Linked DNA regions of Mus musculus: all the other regions are linked to region 3. Evidence: chromatin contacts called from public promoter capture Hi-C data. All regions are on one chromosome and are shown on one strand. The core of a region is the stretch at or near the end of the contact, and the rest is flanking DNA. Distances in the headings are between cores, read along the strand shown.

Region 1 (4,644 bases), core at 1,021-3,520, 2.1 Mb before region 3:
TTACATCCATTGGCAAGTGAATCCCCAGTGCCTAACCATTTCCACTCTAAAATTCCATTTTCCCTCTGGTATTATTCCTCTGAGCATCCTTGCACCCTAGAAAGACAAATGTATGTGATCTATTTTTAAAGGCAATCGAATGTGATTGGACTATGCAGTGCGTGGGGGAGGACTGTTAGTGGGGAGGACTGTTAGTGGGGAGGACTGTTAGTGGGGAGGACTGTTAGTGGGGATTTTGTCTTCTTCCCTCTAGTTTTTCTGGAAAGTAACCTAGCTCTCTTTGTCCTCCACTCATTTCTCTATTATAATGAGCCATAGGTTCAGGCTTACTGAAATCTGATTTGTATTCGGCCTGTCATTTTCAGATTAAAGTACTTCCTAATACTGTGTGGGGTGCTGCCTTGCCAGCTCACAGAATTTTGCATGGGACTTAACAGCACTGTATCAACTGATCCTTTAGCATCTTCAGTGAGGCTAGGCCTAACCCAGAAATCTCTATGACTTTATAGAAGGTTCTAGGCAGTTTGATAAAAGAGTCTATCCTCTGGACTTAGAACTTTCTAGAGCATGCTTGTCAGTGGAGGGCTTGTTTTTATGACCTTGATTCAAGTGGCTGGTTGGGTATTGAAAGAGTATTTTGTTGATTGAAATCATGTCGAGGTAGTTTGGCTTTTCTGTAGATAAATAAATTTGGGATGGACTTTTTAAGGGGGAGTTTATGGCTTGTTGAAGACACTGTTGAATAGTTTCTTACTAAATAGAGTGACAAACTTATCTATAGCCTTGAAACCTGGATGAGCCACATGCGCAAAAAACTCCTGTAGGCTTTCAGTGTATCATTTACTTTTTCAGGGGGTTTTATTGTGCTTAAACCTTTCCAGTGCCCACAGATCTGAAAAGTTGTCACCATAAAATGTTAGCAGCAAAATGAAATTTAACTTATAAAATCAATTTTTCCCACACTTTCTAAAAAAAAAAACTTAAAGTAATAGTGTGTATACATTTTATTTTCAATGGTCAGAGCAAACCTGGCTGTTGCTCACACCTCTCATTTCAACACTTCAGAGACTGAAGTCGAAGTCTTGCCATAAGTCTGAGGCCAGCATAGACAGTTGGTGTCTCAGCACAGCAAATATGCATTAGGAATTAAGTGAGAAATGGTCAAAGGAGCAGTTGTTTTCTCTAATTAGATCTTGCAAGAGTTATAAAGTAAAATGAAGTGACCTTGGGTATGCTCCTACCCCCCCCCCCCCAGTTCTTTTGTAAAGTTTAGTCTAGATCAGCTGCAGGTAGATTGGCAAGAGGGCTGCCAAAAGAAGTCCTATGTACACATGGAAATTATTTCTATTCGTTGGGTTTACACAAATGATAAAGTCTAAATTTCCTATGGTTCCTTTAGTCTGCAGATATCACAGAGTAAACTGAAAGGAATTAAGAGCCAGAAGAACTAATCCTTGAAGAACTAATTTTAAAACTGCAAGCCAAAAGGCAAAAAGACTTGCCCTATCTCCTTGCATGACATTAACTAGCTAGTCTCCACATTAAATTTGAAACTGCTCTTTCTCACAGAGTTTCTCACAGTTGTCTCAGTGCTTGTGTATGTGATAGGGGTTGAGTGCGGAATGTTAAAAATCTCTGTCCTTGAGAAATGTGATATTTAATTTCTTTTTTTGGTTTATAAGGGTCGGGGTTTGTCTGACAGTAGGTGCCTTGAAATTTTCTCTGTCTTTTCAAGCAGGTTTTTAGAAGCCAGAGTGAGTAGCACACAGTTCCGTTCTGTGTGTGTCTGCAGTGCCTGGTTAGGGACTTGGGCACTGGTCTTTGGCATTCTAATTTCCTTCCAATATATTAGTTGCCAAACTTCTCTTTTAAATAATCCTTGATTTTTTTTTTTTTAAAGAAGTACATCAACCTATTTCATAATAGGCTGTAATGAGGTCAGCAGAGTTACTGGTTCCAGAAATAAAATCAGAACGGCCTCATTCCACTCAGCCTTCTTTTTATAAATATGTAAATTAAGCTTCACCACCACTAACTTCAGTCCAACCCTGGGTTCTTCTGACTTTTCTGGGTCAAGGTTTGTAAGTCAGGTTTAATGCAGAGTCCTTTCTGACCAAGAGATGCCAAGAACCTCCTTAGGCATGCTAAAGAGAAAGACAGAAAACCAGCTAAAACCAGCTAAGTTCCCCGAACAAAAGCCATTGTCTATGACAGTCAACCGAAGGAAATGGGACAGAGCAGGCTTTCAGGCATGACCAGGGGGAAAAGAGATCAAAACAAGACAAGAAGCCTTTCTTTGTCAGTTTAAAGTTTGGGCTTTCTTATTCATCCTGAGTTCTTGGTAAGAATGCAAATCAATCTCTCTCTCTCTCTCTCTCTCTCTCTCTCTGTGTGTGTGTGTGTGTGTGTGTGTGTGTGTGTGTGTGTGACTGTCATTCTGGAAACATCAGTTAACGGCTGAATGGTAGTTATTTTTCACTTTCCTTTTAAAGCTGGTATAGGGGTCTGAGATATTTTGCAGTTTGAGACAGCTAATTTTAACAGGAACACCTGTTTTTTTTCTGAATGAATGTGACTGGTGAACAGGCAGAATGGCGGGGGTTGGACAGAGGACCTCCAGAGTTAGCAACTGAGCAGTGCACAGAGACTGAGAGGACTTGGAGAAGAAATCCACAGACTTAGCACCTCTGCCTGCGGCTGCTGCCTGGCTTGACCTTTGACTCTAGTAGCTGAATGAGTTCTTAAGGAGACCTGGGTTTTAAGGGCAGATCCTCTCAGCGCTTGCTTGATTATTTACTTTGGGTATCTGTGACTAATTGGTCCAATTTGCTTAAGCAAAGTTTCTGGGAGTGATCTGCTTCCCCCTACAATGATAAAGGCTCAAAAACTGTAGTTGTCTAGATATAAGGAAACGCCGCTTTTAGCAGGGGCCTCTGTGATTGAGGTCAGTTTAACAGAATTGGGGTCAATTTAACAAAGCAGGGAGCCCATTAAGATCAGAGGCTATAATGCCTGGCATATATGTATTTTGGTTTTGGTTTTGGTTTTTAAATGAAACTAATAAAATGCCTGCAACAAGATTACATAAGCAAGTAGTGAAATAGTTCCTGTAGGTGGAAGTTATAATGGCCATTTACTGGGCCAAAAGGCAGTGGGAGCCAACTAGGATACAGACAGCTGTGAGTGATGCCTTGCTCTGGACTCAGTACTGCTGTGTGGTCCAAGGACCTTCAGCACCAGCACTATTCTGGATGCCACCTCAGCTTTGTTCACTAGAAGCTGCTCTGTGTTGTATCAGGCTCTCCAGGTGACTGATGCATGCCCAGGTTGGAGCCTCCCTGCCCTATAAAGTATGCAGGTTTCTTTTTTATCTTTAAATCCAGAATACACCCCTTGTGTGTCAGGAGGCTATATCATTTCTATGAGCTTCCCCTTTGCTCTGGTGTCCTTTTCTCTTGGACATTGTGAGCTTAAACCTAAGTCTTTGTATGTGGCAAGCAAGTGCTCTGCCACTGAGGTATGTCCTCAGGCCCGAGGAACTCTTAGATTGATCTTTGAGGGTGTGTGTGTGTGTATCTGATGTGTGTTGTGCTTCATGTGTATCTGATGTGTGTGTGGATGCAACCGTGCACATGCCACAGTTTGCATGTGGAGATCAGAAGACAGGTTTGAGAATTACATCATCAAAATTGTGTAGTAGTACTCTGGGAGCCATCTCTTTAACTTGAGAATTGAGCTCTCTCTCTCACGCACTCTTTCTTTCTATCTCTCCCTCCCCTTTCTCTCTGTGTACATGTGTGCATGTTTATCTAAAGTACAGAGTTCTCTTCCCTTTATGCTTTGGAAAGAAACTGAAACAATACAACATAAACCAGCAAACTGACTTTATGTTCTTACATATTATCTCTTGTGCAAGGTGAATTCAAAAGAAAAAGTCAACCTGTGAGCTCTTTGACCAACCAAGAAAGAACACTTCACTTCTGAGTTTATTTACTATTTTGTATAATTTTTTTTTAATTTATGGGTATGAGTTTTGCATATCTGTGTACTATGTGCATGCCTAGTGCCTCAGAAGGTCAGAAGAGGGCGTTGGATCCCCTGGAACTGGAGTTATGGATATTTGTGAGTCACCACGTGGATTCTGGGAAGCAAACCTGGGTCTCCTGAGAGATCAATAAGTGCTCTTAACTGCTGAGCTTTGCCTCTAGCCCTGGCTACTGAGCTTCTAACACATACTCACAAGCAATGTATGTACAGACCGATTCCAACATGCACTGCAGGAAATCTGTACTGCAGTATGTGATACACCCAGAAGATAGGGTGATCAACCTTAAGAGCTAGAGTTGCCTTTTAAAAGACTCACTCTTCTTGGGATGGTGGCATGAGTGGGTGTGGGGACCAGAAGCTGCTACTCACATGACATATTACTGAGAGGGTACCCAGGATCTCAGTCATACCCTGGCCCTACCCCCTGCCTTGTAAGAACTGCTCTTTGGCACCTTATCCAGGAGGCCCTATTCACGTTTACCCAGGGACACTTCTGTGGTAACGTGAGGTAGCATTGACTGAGTCCTGGCTTTTTTCTGAACTGTGGTAACTGAGGCATTTGCTATCCTTATTTCAGTCTTTAGTTTACAGACCACT
Region 2 (4,553 bases), core at 1,702-4,201, 2.4 Mb after region 3:
GAATTCTAGAACAGCCAGGGCTACACAGAGAAACCCTGTCTCAAAAAAAAGTTTGAGACCAGCCTAGGCTACAAAAGGCTGTCTTAACAAACTGAAGAACAAAAGCAAAATGTTTTCAGGAGAAAGGTCTGACCTGGAAATTAAGAAACTAAATTTAGGTAAATTTAGGTAGCCCAGACAACCAGATGATCGACAGTACGGGAAAGGAGGGTTTCATAAACAGAGGCAGGCAAGTCTGAGCTGACAACCGTACTGGGGAACAGGAGACTGGCTGCGATGGCGGCCAAGTGGAGCAGTAAGGCAGCTAGGAGGTCTGACCTCTCAGGGTTGGGGAGAGACAAAACCCTGAGAGAGTCAGCAAAGGAATTTTAATGACAACCATCACAAAGGTTATGAGCAAGGGAGTCTGACCAGACTGAAAACAGTCTTCGAGGCAACTGAACCTCAAATTAATGTGCAAATCAAAGTGGGGAGGGAATGTGGACAAAGAAGAAACTGAGAGGTGGCCTGGAGCTGTGTAAAGATAAAGTCACTCATGTGGAGAGGGGTGAACCTGGGCAGAGGAAGGATGGCGTAGCGTGGACGTGAAGGGGTGGGGGTTGGGAACCATTTTCTCCTCTCCCTCCGGTTCCCACCCCCATGTACAGTACCAGTATTCACTCAGCGGCTCCACCCAGAAACCTGGGCAAATCCTCAGGAACCACTGTCACCCTCCAGATCCACCGCCAAGTCCTACCGACCTCTCTCAAAGCCCACCCTGACTCTCCTCCCACCTCTACTCGGACAGCACCGAACCACTACAAAAACAGTTTCTTCACTTGCTCCCCTCTACACAGCAATAAGACAATTCTGAAAACAAAAACCAAATGATATAGTTTCCTTCCAACCCATCCTTATCTTAGAAGGAATTTTCTGTTGCTTTCTTATTAGACAAAAATCCAAAAGGAGGAGGAAGAAGAGGAGGAGGAAGAAGAAGAGGAGGAGGAGAAGGAGAAAGAGGAAGAAGAAGAGAAAGGGGGAGGAGGGAAGAGAAAGGAAGGAAGCCAGGTGGCAGTGGCACATTCCTTGAATCTCAGTAAGTGGGAGGCAGAGGCAGGTGGATCTCTGTGGGCTAAAGACAAGCCTGGGCTACAGAGTGAGCTCCAGGACAGCCAGGGCTACCACATGTGTGCATGCGCATGCGCGCTTGTACACACGTACACACGTACACGTACACACACACACACACACACACACACGCACACAAGCTCAGAGTCCTGGGACAGGAGAGATGGCTCAGTACTGAGCCTTCCCTGCTATCCCAGAGTTGCTGAATTCCATGCCTAGCACCACATCAGATGGCTCACAACTGCATGGCACTCTCTTCTGGCCGCAGAGAGCAGGTCCTGCAGGGTCTAAGCCCTCGCTTAACTTCCTTCATCACTCTATTCTTTCTTTTTAATGTTAAATAAGGAATTAGAAAAAAAAAATCAGATAGTGGAATCAACCAGACCCAAAGTCTACAAACGCAGCGAGCTTCTCCACAGCTCTAAGCCACTCTGAAGCTGGGGTGCTTCATGCTGGGTTTCACTCCTTCTCTACCAAGGATGTTCTTATGCACGTAACCACCACCCAAGCCGGAGGTCGTGAAAAGGTACACAGAGCTAATTCTGTTTCTGATTTTATCACTCTTCTAAGAACAATAAATTGTTTTCTGTCCTTCAAATCCCCAACACCCTTATAAACGATTTCTCATCTGAAACAAAGATACCCATCCTTGCTCTCAATTTCTACAAAGTCTTCAGACCTCGGCTCAACTCACTCTCTCTCAGATGCTCCGGTGTTACCTCCTCTACAAACACCAGTGAAATTCCTTCCACAATGTCACTAACTTTTTAAACAATTTTATTTGATGTATGAGTGCTCTGCTGCATATACATCCCCCTGCCTGAAGAGGGCATCAGATCCTCCTATAGATGGTTGTGAGCCACCAGGTGGTTGTCGGGAATTGAACTCAGGACCTCTGGAAGAACAGTCAATGCTCTTAACTGCTGGGACATCTCACCAGCCCCCCTCCCTCCCCCGGCAAGTTCTAATATTACATTTTAAATTAATGGCTAGGTCCCCCACTGGTCTACAGTTCCATGAGTATTTCCAGTTTGGTTTATCGTTATCTTGAGCACAGTAACAAGCTTATATTAAGGACATAAGAAATATCTGATGTGGGCCAGAGGGCGTAACTCTGCCGGTAGAACTGCCTAGCAGGCCTGCCGCCCTGGGCTGGATGACGTCATAACCCTAGACTTGTATACACCTAGCATGTTGATGCTCTCCTGTAATCCCAGCACTCAGGTGGAAACATGACCAGGCACACTCTGTAGCCAATATAAGACACTGACTCAAAAACAAAACTAAAAGGAAACAGAAACTATAAAATAAGGCAGCTAATGTAGATTTTACTACCTTAACTTCTATATACGGTGCCGAAAATATACTAAGTGCTTATAGTGGTGGCTGGGTGATTGCTTTGTATATTAAAATAAACGCTATGTAAATGGAGAAATTAAATAAAACATCTGGTGGGGTCGTTAGCTTTTGGAGCTCCGTTCTGCTCGACAGTGCACGTCTTGAGTATCCTGCCTATCCTATGCGAAGTCAATGGCCTCTCTTCCCACTGGCACTGGGCTCCACGCGCGAAACCCGGCTGCGGGACCCTCCAGAAGCAGGCGCTGACACTGCAGGGCAGGGCCAATAGGGAGGGCAGAACGGAGCGAGCCTCGCAAAAACCCGCCAAAGCTGATGTCCCCGACCCCTGCGCAGAAACCAGGCACGGCGGGACGCCACGTCGCAAGGGGACCCTGCCTGTCCTCACCGTCCCACTTCCTCCCTCCTTGTAAGCACAGACCCTGAACAGTCACCTCAACCTCAGCTCGGGATCCTTCCAAAATTCCCGCTCTACTCCACGCAGCCGCACTTCCGTTGCCCAGAGCAACAGGTCCCGCCCCCGAGGTGCACTTCCGACTTCCTAACTCTGTAGGGCGTACCATTTTAGATGACAAAGTGGGGGAATCTTTGCGGAGATGATGGCCCAAATTCGCGGGAGAGGGAGGTGCAACCGGCTCACACGCTTTGGGGGGAACCTCAGAGTAGCATGCGCGTTATGGTATGGCCGGGTTAAGCTTTCTTAGAGCTCTGTAGTTGAAGTCAGTGCAGAAGAGATTGAACCAATTGATGGAGGGTCAGGTCTTTTGCATCGGAAGCACCTCGCGCGCGCCCGCATGAGTGAGTGAGTGAGTGAGTGAGTGAGTGAGTGAGTGAGTGAGTGAGTGAGTGAGTGAGTGAGTGAGTGAGAGTGAGTGTGAGTGTGAGTGTGTGTGTCCGTCCGTCCCAGAAGCAGTGAATGTTCAATACATTCGTAAATAACCACCTGAGTGCACCGTCAAGATCAATGAAGCAGTGGACCGAAATTCTACTTTAGATTGAGGGTGCAGCTTGTGCACAGTGCCCAGAATCAACAAGCTCCTGGCTAGCTAAGCATGTGAAGGTGCTTAGGATGGTAGAGGAGAAGCAGAGGCATTACTATTTAGTGAAGCAAAGGATTCCTCTCGGGAATCACTCTTCTACATTTAGGTCTCCACACTGAAATATGAGAAGTTGTTAAAAACCAGCAGCTGAGGGTGAGGGCGATCCCTGAGGGGAATCCTTTACTTCACTAAAGAAACAGATGGCTTCATCCCATCTTCCCACAAAACCTTCCTTCCAAACTCCTTCTAGTTCCAAACTCCTTCTAGGACTGCACCATTCAGCTGTAAATCTGTTAACAATCTATACAGATTAAATAAGCATTCCATGTGTGCATCTAATAACACTTATTAAATTGTTTGTATGAATGTCTACCCCGATACATGAATAACATAGTACCTGTTTTTAATTTATTTTATTTATTAATTTTTGGTTTTTGTTTTGTTTTGAGACAGGGTTTCTCTGTATATCCCTAGCTGTCCTGGAATTCAATTTGTAGATCAGACTGGCCTCGAACTCAGAAATCCACCTGCCACTGCCTCCCAATGGTGGGTTTAAAGGCATGTGCCACCATTGCCTGGCTACCTGTTTTTTTATTAACATTAACTTTTTTTTGTTGTTGTTGTTTTTTTTTTTTTTTGGTTTTTTGAGACAGGGTTTCTCTGTATAGCTCTGGTTGTCCTGGAACTCACTTTGTAGACCAGGCTGGCCTCGAACTCAGAAATCCGCCTGCCTCTGCCTCCCGAGTGCTGGGATTAAAGGCGTGCGCCACCACGCCCGGCAACATTAACTTTTTGCTTATGTTTTCTTAGTCAGGATCCCACTTAGCCCAGGCTGGGTTTTAACTTGCGACATAACTGTGATTGGCCTTGATGTGTTTTGTAAAGTCAACAATATGTTTTAAAGAGCGAGGTACGGTGCAGTGGGTTAGGGTACCTCAGTGGGCCCACGCTAAGGCATCCTTCCCTGCAAGGTACCAGCCATAGGTCTAGTATAGCATAGAGTTTATTCTGTTGAAGGGGGGTTGAGAAGGGAGTAGAGACAGAGAAAGA
Region 3 (4,772 bases), core at 761-3,260:
ATAGCTTCTTCATTGTCCTGTCTTTCCTCAAAATAGGTAAAGCATTTATAACAGTACTGCCCTTATTCCAACCAAATTCAACTACAATTGCTCATTAAGTTCAAGAAACAGTACTTGGACATTTTACCTTTCAGGCTACTACTTAACTTCTACCTTATTTATTACACCTCCTTGTGCCTGGTATTGGCAAACTAGTATTAAATACCAAAAACCAAATGAGTTTAGAATAAATCCAACTAGGTTGAGGGTAGTGACACATGCCTTTCATCCCAGCACTTGGGAGGAAGAGTCAGGTGGATTTCTGTGAGTCTGAGGCTAGGCTGGTCTATAGAGTATGTTCCAGGACAGCCAGAGCGATGTAGAGAGACACTGTCTCAAAATAAGACAAGGAAAACTCCCAACTAATTAAAAGTGTCCACAATTCCAAACTACCCACAGAAGCCACTAGAAGAATGCCCCATTCCCAATTAAGACAGACATTCACAAGGCAAGGAAAAGGCACAATTTATTCTATTTTCCCCATACCCTACCACATAGGTATCTTCATACTTATTCATGAGAATGGAATTGAAACAAAACCTTAATGCAAGCTTTACTTAACCCAAGGATTTGAGACAACTATATTGTTTAATGTTTAGGTTGATTAAATATGGGCTGAGGCCAACACTACCAAAAGACAAGAGAATGTGGAAGAGGGAAAAGTCAAGAGGCCTTAACAAAGAACTACAGGCAACCAAGGAATGCGGAGAGCAAGAGAAATAGTCTTCTCAAGGGAAGAGCACACCAACTGGTTCTCTAATGCCATATTTGATTAGCCCCGAAAACACACGCATAAGTAACAATATATGAACTGAGCAGGTTGTATATATCTACATATTACTAAAGAGACTATGAATTTGAAAGAGCTGAGGGGATAAAGGGAGGGTCTAAAGGGAGGAAAGGGAAAAATGTTATTATGATGTAAAAATATACAATACATATGTATAATAATCACATAAAGCACAATTACATAATATATAAAATATAATTATATAATAAACATATAAAAGAAATAATAGAATAAATAATATTAAGAAAATACGGCTGGGGGGAAGGGGGTCTTGGAAGAAACCTCAAAAGATGAGGGAAGTGTCAGAGAGATAGCTCAGTGGTCGAGAGCGCTCACTACCCTTCCGATGGACCACAGATCAGATCGCAGCACCCACGCTGCTCTCAGCTGCCTGTAATATAGCTCCAGGGGAACAGACGCCCTCTTCCGGCCTCTGCGGGCGCCAGCACACGCAACCCGCAGACAGACAGACACACAACCCGCAGACAGACAATTCTTCCCCACCCCGCAAAGGCGTGCGTGGGCAGAGGAGCTGTGCACACACACGTCTCGATCTGAGTGGGCAGGATTAGAGACCCAAGGATCTCAGTCCTAGCAGCCTACGAGGAAACTCGAGCTTCCACGGAGGAACTCGGAGAGGCGACGACCCTCGTCGCCTCGGTCGTCACCAGCTACAAGCTAGGTCAGGCACGGGCAACCAGGGGCCGCGCGCTCTCTGTCGCTGCGGCCGACAGCCTTCCTGGCACTTGGATCCCACCAACCTCCTCACCACATAGAGAACCGCACAGAGCTTTGCCTGCGGTCGGCCGACCCTGGCTCGGCTGCTCTCCAGAGCGGAGCCCCGAGCACGGAGCAGGATGACTGACTAACCACTGCGCATCCCAGCCCGCCAGCCGACGCGCGGCTGACGACGGCCGGGACAAAGCGGCTCCTTCCAGAACTGCCGTCAGGAGCCGAGCTGCGGAGAAAGAGGCTCCGAGGGGCAGCGACCTCCGGCCTCTCGCACTTTCCGGCCCCAGGCCCCCATCACCTCCGCCGCCCCGGGTGGGAGATTCATCCGCCATGTGCGGTACTCACCCTTCATGGGACGCACTGGAGACCTCGGGCGTCCACACCGCCGCACCCCACCCGGCTCTCCAAGGTAAACAAACGCTCAGGAATCCCTCAACCACCCGACTTCCGCTTCCGGAGCGTGTAAGGCGGAGTCTCGTGCCAAGTCTCTCGAGATCTAGAAATCCTCGCTTCCCCCTCCCCCCCCGCCACGCCCCTCACATTCGAACCTTGGCGCGGCCCTAGGGAAGCTCCGCAGGGTCGAGCAAAGTGGCGATGGTGGGCAGTGCGGTCATTCGCAGCCAGTGCCTGGTGACCGTCGGGGAGAGGATATCGTCATGTATAAAATCCCTCGAACTGGCAGTGCCTGGTGCACTGGTACGGGAAGTCTGAGAGTAGGACTAGGAGGGAAGGCTGCTTGTCAATGGAGACCCCAAAGCCGGAGCCCGGGCGGCGGGGCGGAGGAGCAGACGAGACTGCTCTGCTTGGGCGATGCCCACCCGGTTCTTAGCCGGCCTGGGCAGTAAGGCTCCTGCGCACCGTTGTCTATGTGTGTTTGCAGAGACGAACCCACGCCTCCACTGCCCGTATTCCGCTCGCTCCCGAAGTCTCCGCTCTTCTCGGTTGTTTGCAAGTGTGGCAATGCCAGCTGTTGACTAGCCACTTTTCTCAGATTGCTCCCCGGACCTTGCCCTCCTCTTGGGAATACGATCAGCCTGGAAAGTTTAGTGTCAAAATGGGATACCTTAGGGCTGGAGAGGATAAGAACACTTACTGCTCTTCTTGGAGCCCTGAGTTCAATCCCCAGCAACCACATGGTGGCTCACAGCCATCTGTAATGGGATCTGATGCCCTCTTCTGGTGTGTCTGGAAACAACTATAGTGTACTCATAAATAAAATAAAGCTAAAAAAAGAATACCTTTTCTTTCCACGCCCTGGTCAGATGTCTCGTTCTGTTATTTGGTCCTTGTGACTCTGGTTTTCATCCATTCCCATCCCCACTGACTCCTCATCCAAGTTCTCTCTACACTCCCTGAACAGAGCACCGATGCCCTTCTTCCTAAGTCACTGCCCCTCACCAGCATATCACCAGACAACTGCCGTAGTTATAGTCATATTCAAGCACAACTGGGATGCAAGATATTCAATAACTCCTTGCTGCCAAGGCCAACAATCTTAATTTGGATTCAAAATTCTATTTTCTGATATTTCTCTTTCATTCCCTCACAGTAAAGCAGACCAAATGCAGTAGTTCACGAATACTCATTATGTTTTTATAGCTTGCCAGTGTTCCCTTATGCTTAGAATATTGCCACTCCCCTACACACACACACCCCACCACCTCACCACCACCACGACCTCCAGATGTTGACATTGATATTACATCCATTCTCTAAGACTTTACAGGGAATGAGTTTTACTTCTGCTGGGTTCCACAGTACCTTCAGAACTTTATGTGTTAATACCATTTTCTACCTGTTTATACACACCTTTAATTTGTACATCACACTAGTATATAACACCGTACATAACTCAGTACTAGTATATAACTCGGTACCTACTTGTGGGATGAACAGTGGAACTATGTTCTAAACTATCCACGCCATAGTTTAGAAACACCAATGTAACAAAAATAGGCCAGTGCTGATGTGGGGATGCAGGTCACAGAAACAGTCATTACTAAATAGGCGATGGAAGACGAACAGGCGTGGAAAACGGAGACGAATCCACTTCTTCGGGCCTCAGAGTTGGCACTGGAGGACTTTCAGTTCCATTTGATTGAACTAGTTAAGAGCACGAAGTGATAAAGAGCACAGTGGTGATGGACACCCAACCCTAGGGCGGTGGAGGGGGATGATGGGTTCAAGGTCACCCTCAGCTACATGAGACTGTCTTTAAAAAAATTCCCTGGTTTAATAGTTCATCATAAAGTAGCAATGCTATGTGTGATAACCACTGCATAACAGAATTACATGTTTATAAATAGTCTTTTTTCTAATTTATTTATTTTTACTAGGTATTTTCTTCATTTACATTTCCAATGCTATCCCAAAAGTCCCCCATACTCTCCCCCACTCCCCTACCCACCCACTCCCACTTCTTGGCCCTGGCATTCCCTGTACTGAGGCATATAAAGTTTGCACGACCAATGGGCCTCTCTTTCCCCTGATGACCAACTAGGCCATCTTCTGATACATATGCAGCTAGAGACACGAGCTCCGGGGGTACTGGTTAGTTCATATTGTTGTTCCACCTATAGGGTTGCAGACCCCTTTAGCTCCTTGGGTACTTTATCTAGCTCCTCCAATGGGGGCCCTGTGATCCATCCAATCGCTGTCTGTGAGCATCCACTTCTGTGTTTGCTAGGCCCCAGCATAGCCTCACAAGAGACAGCTATATCTGGGTCCTTTCAGCAAAATCTTGCTAGTGTATGCAATGGTGTCAGCGTTTGGTGGCTGATTATGGGATGGATTCCCGGGTATGGCAGTCTCTAGATGGTCCATCCTTTCGTCTCAGCTCCAAACTTTGTCTCTGTAACTCCTTCCATGGGTGTTTTGTTCCCAATTCTAAGAAGGGGCAAAGTGTCCACACTCTGGTCTTTGTTCTTCTTGAGTTTCATGTGTTTTGCAAATTGTATCTTGTATCTTGGGTATTCTAAGTTTCTGGGCTAATATCCACTTATCAGTGAGTACATATCACGTGAGTTCTTTTGTGATTGGGTTACCTCACTCAGGATGATGTCTTCCAGGTCCATCCATTTGCCTAGGAATTTCATAAATTAATTCTTTTTATAGCTGATTAGTACTCCATTGTGTAAATGTACCAAATTTTCTGTATCCATTCCTCTGTTGAGGGGCATCTGGGTTCTTTCCAGCTTCTGGCTATTATAAA

The links. Promoter capture Hi-C pulls out the DNA fragments that hold promoters and counts their contacts.
Region 1: a promoter capture Hi-C map of pre-B cells shows a contact between it and region 3, with 4 times the contacts expected there. The contact joins the enhancer-like site here to the promoter of Ramac in region 3. A contact is called at or near these places in 2 of 39 promoter capture datasets (liver and pre-B cells), 2 of 484 Hi-C or Micro-C datasets (B cells and CD4 T cells) and 1 of 115 datasets of contacts at active chromatin or transcription factors (astrocytes).
Region 2: a contact with region 3 is called in a promoter capture Hi-C map of liver, with 4 times the contacts expected there. The contact joins the promoter of Fanci here to the promoter of Ramac in region 3. A contact is called at or near these places in 2 of 39 promoter capture datasets (liver and pre-B cells), 1 of 484 Hi-C or Micro-C datasets (CD4 T cells) and 1 of 9 other capture datasets (adipose tissue).

Annotation. Positions count from the first base shown.
Region 1 is chr7:83,876,792-83,881,435 of GRCm38.p6, reverse strand. It overlaps Tlnrd1 (talin rod domain containing 1), which reads left to right. Exons shown (of 1, transcript NM_030705.4): 1 at 1-941. Among named protein-coding and RNA genes, the nearest start is that of Tlnrd1, 5.2 kb to the left of the region's middle. Within about 2 kb of position 2,270, at least 81 of the 459 cell types and tissues checked have an H3K27ac peak or open chromatin away from gene starts, as enhancers often do. A contact at or near this core is called in B cells, astrocytes and pre-B cells, where this site is marked.
Region 2 is chr7:79,390,736-79,395,288 of GRCm38.p6, reverse strand. It overlaps Fanci (Fanconi anemia, complementation group I), which reads right to left and starts at 2,951. Exons shown (of 38, transcript NM_145946.2): 1 at 2,898-2,951. It also overlaps a transcript of Rlbp1 not described here.
Region 3 is chr7:81,760,191-81,764,962 of GRCm38.p6, reverse strand. Ramac (RNA guanine-7 methyltransferase activating subunit) reads right to left here and starts at 2,010. Exons shown (of 3, transcript NM_025997.2): 1 at 1,907-2,010.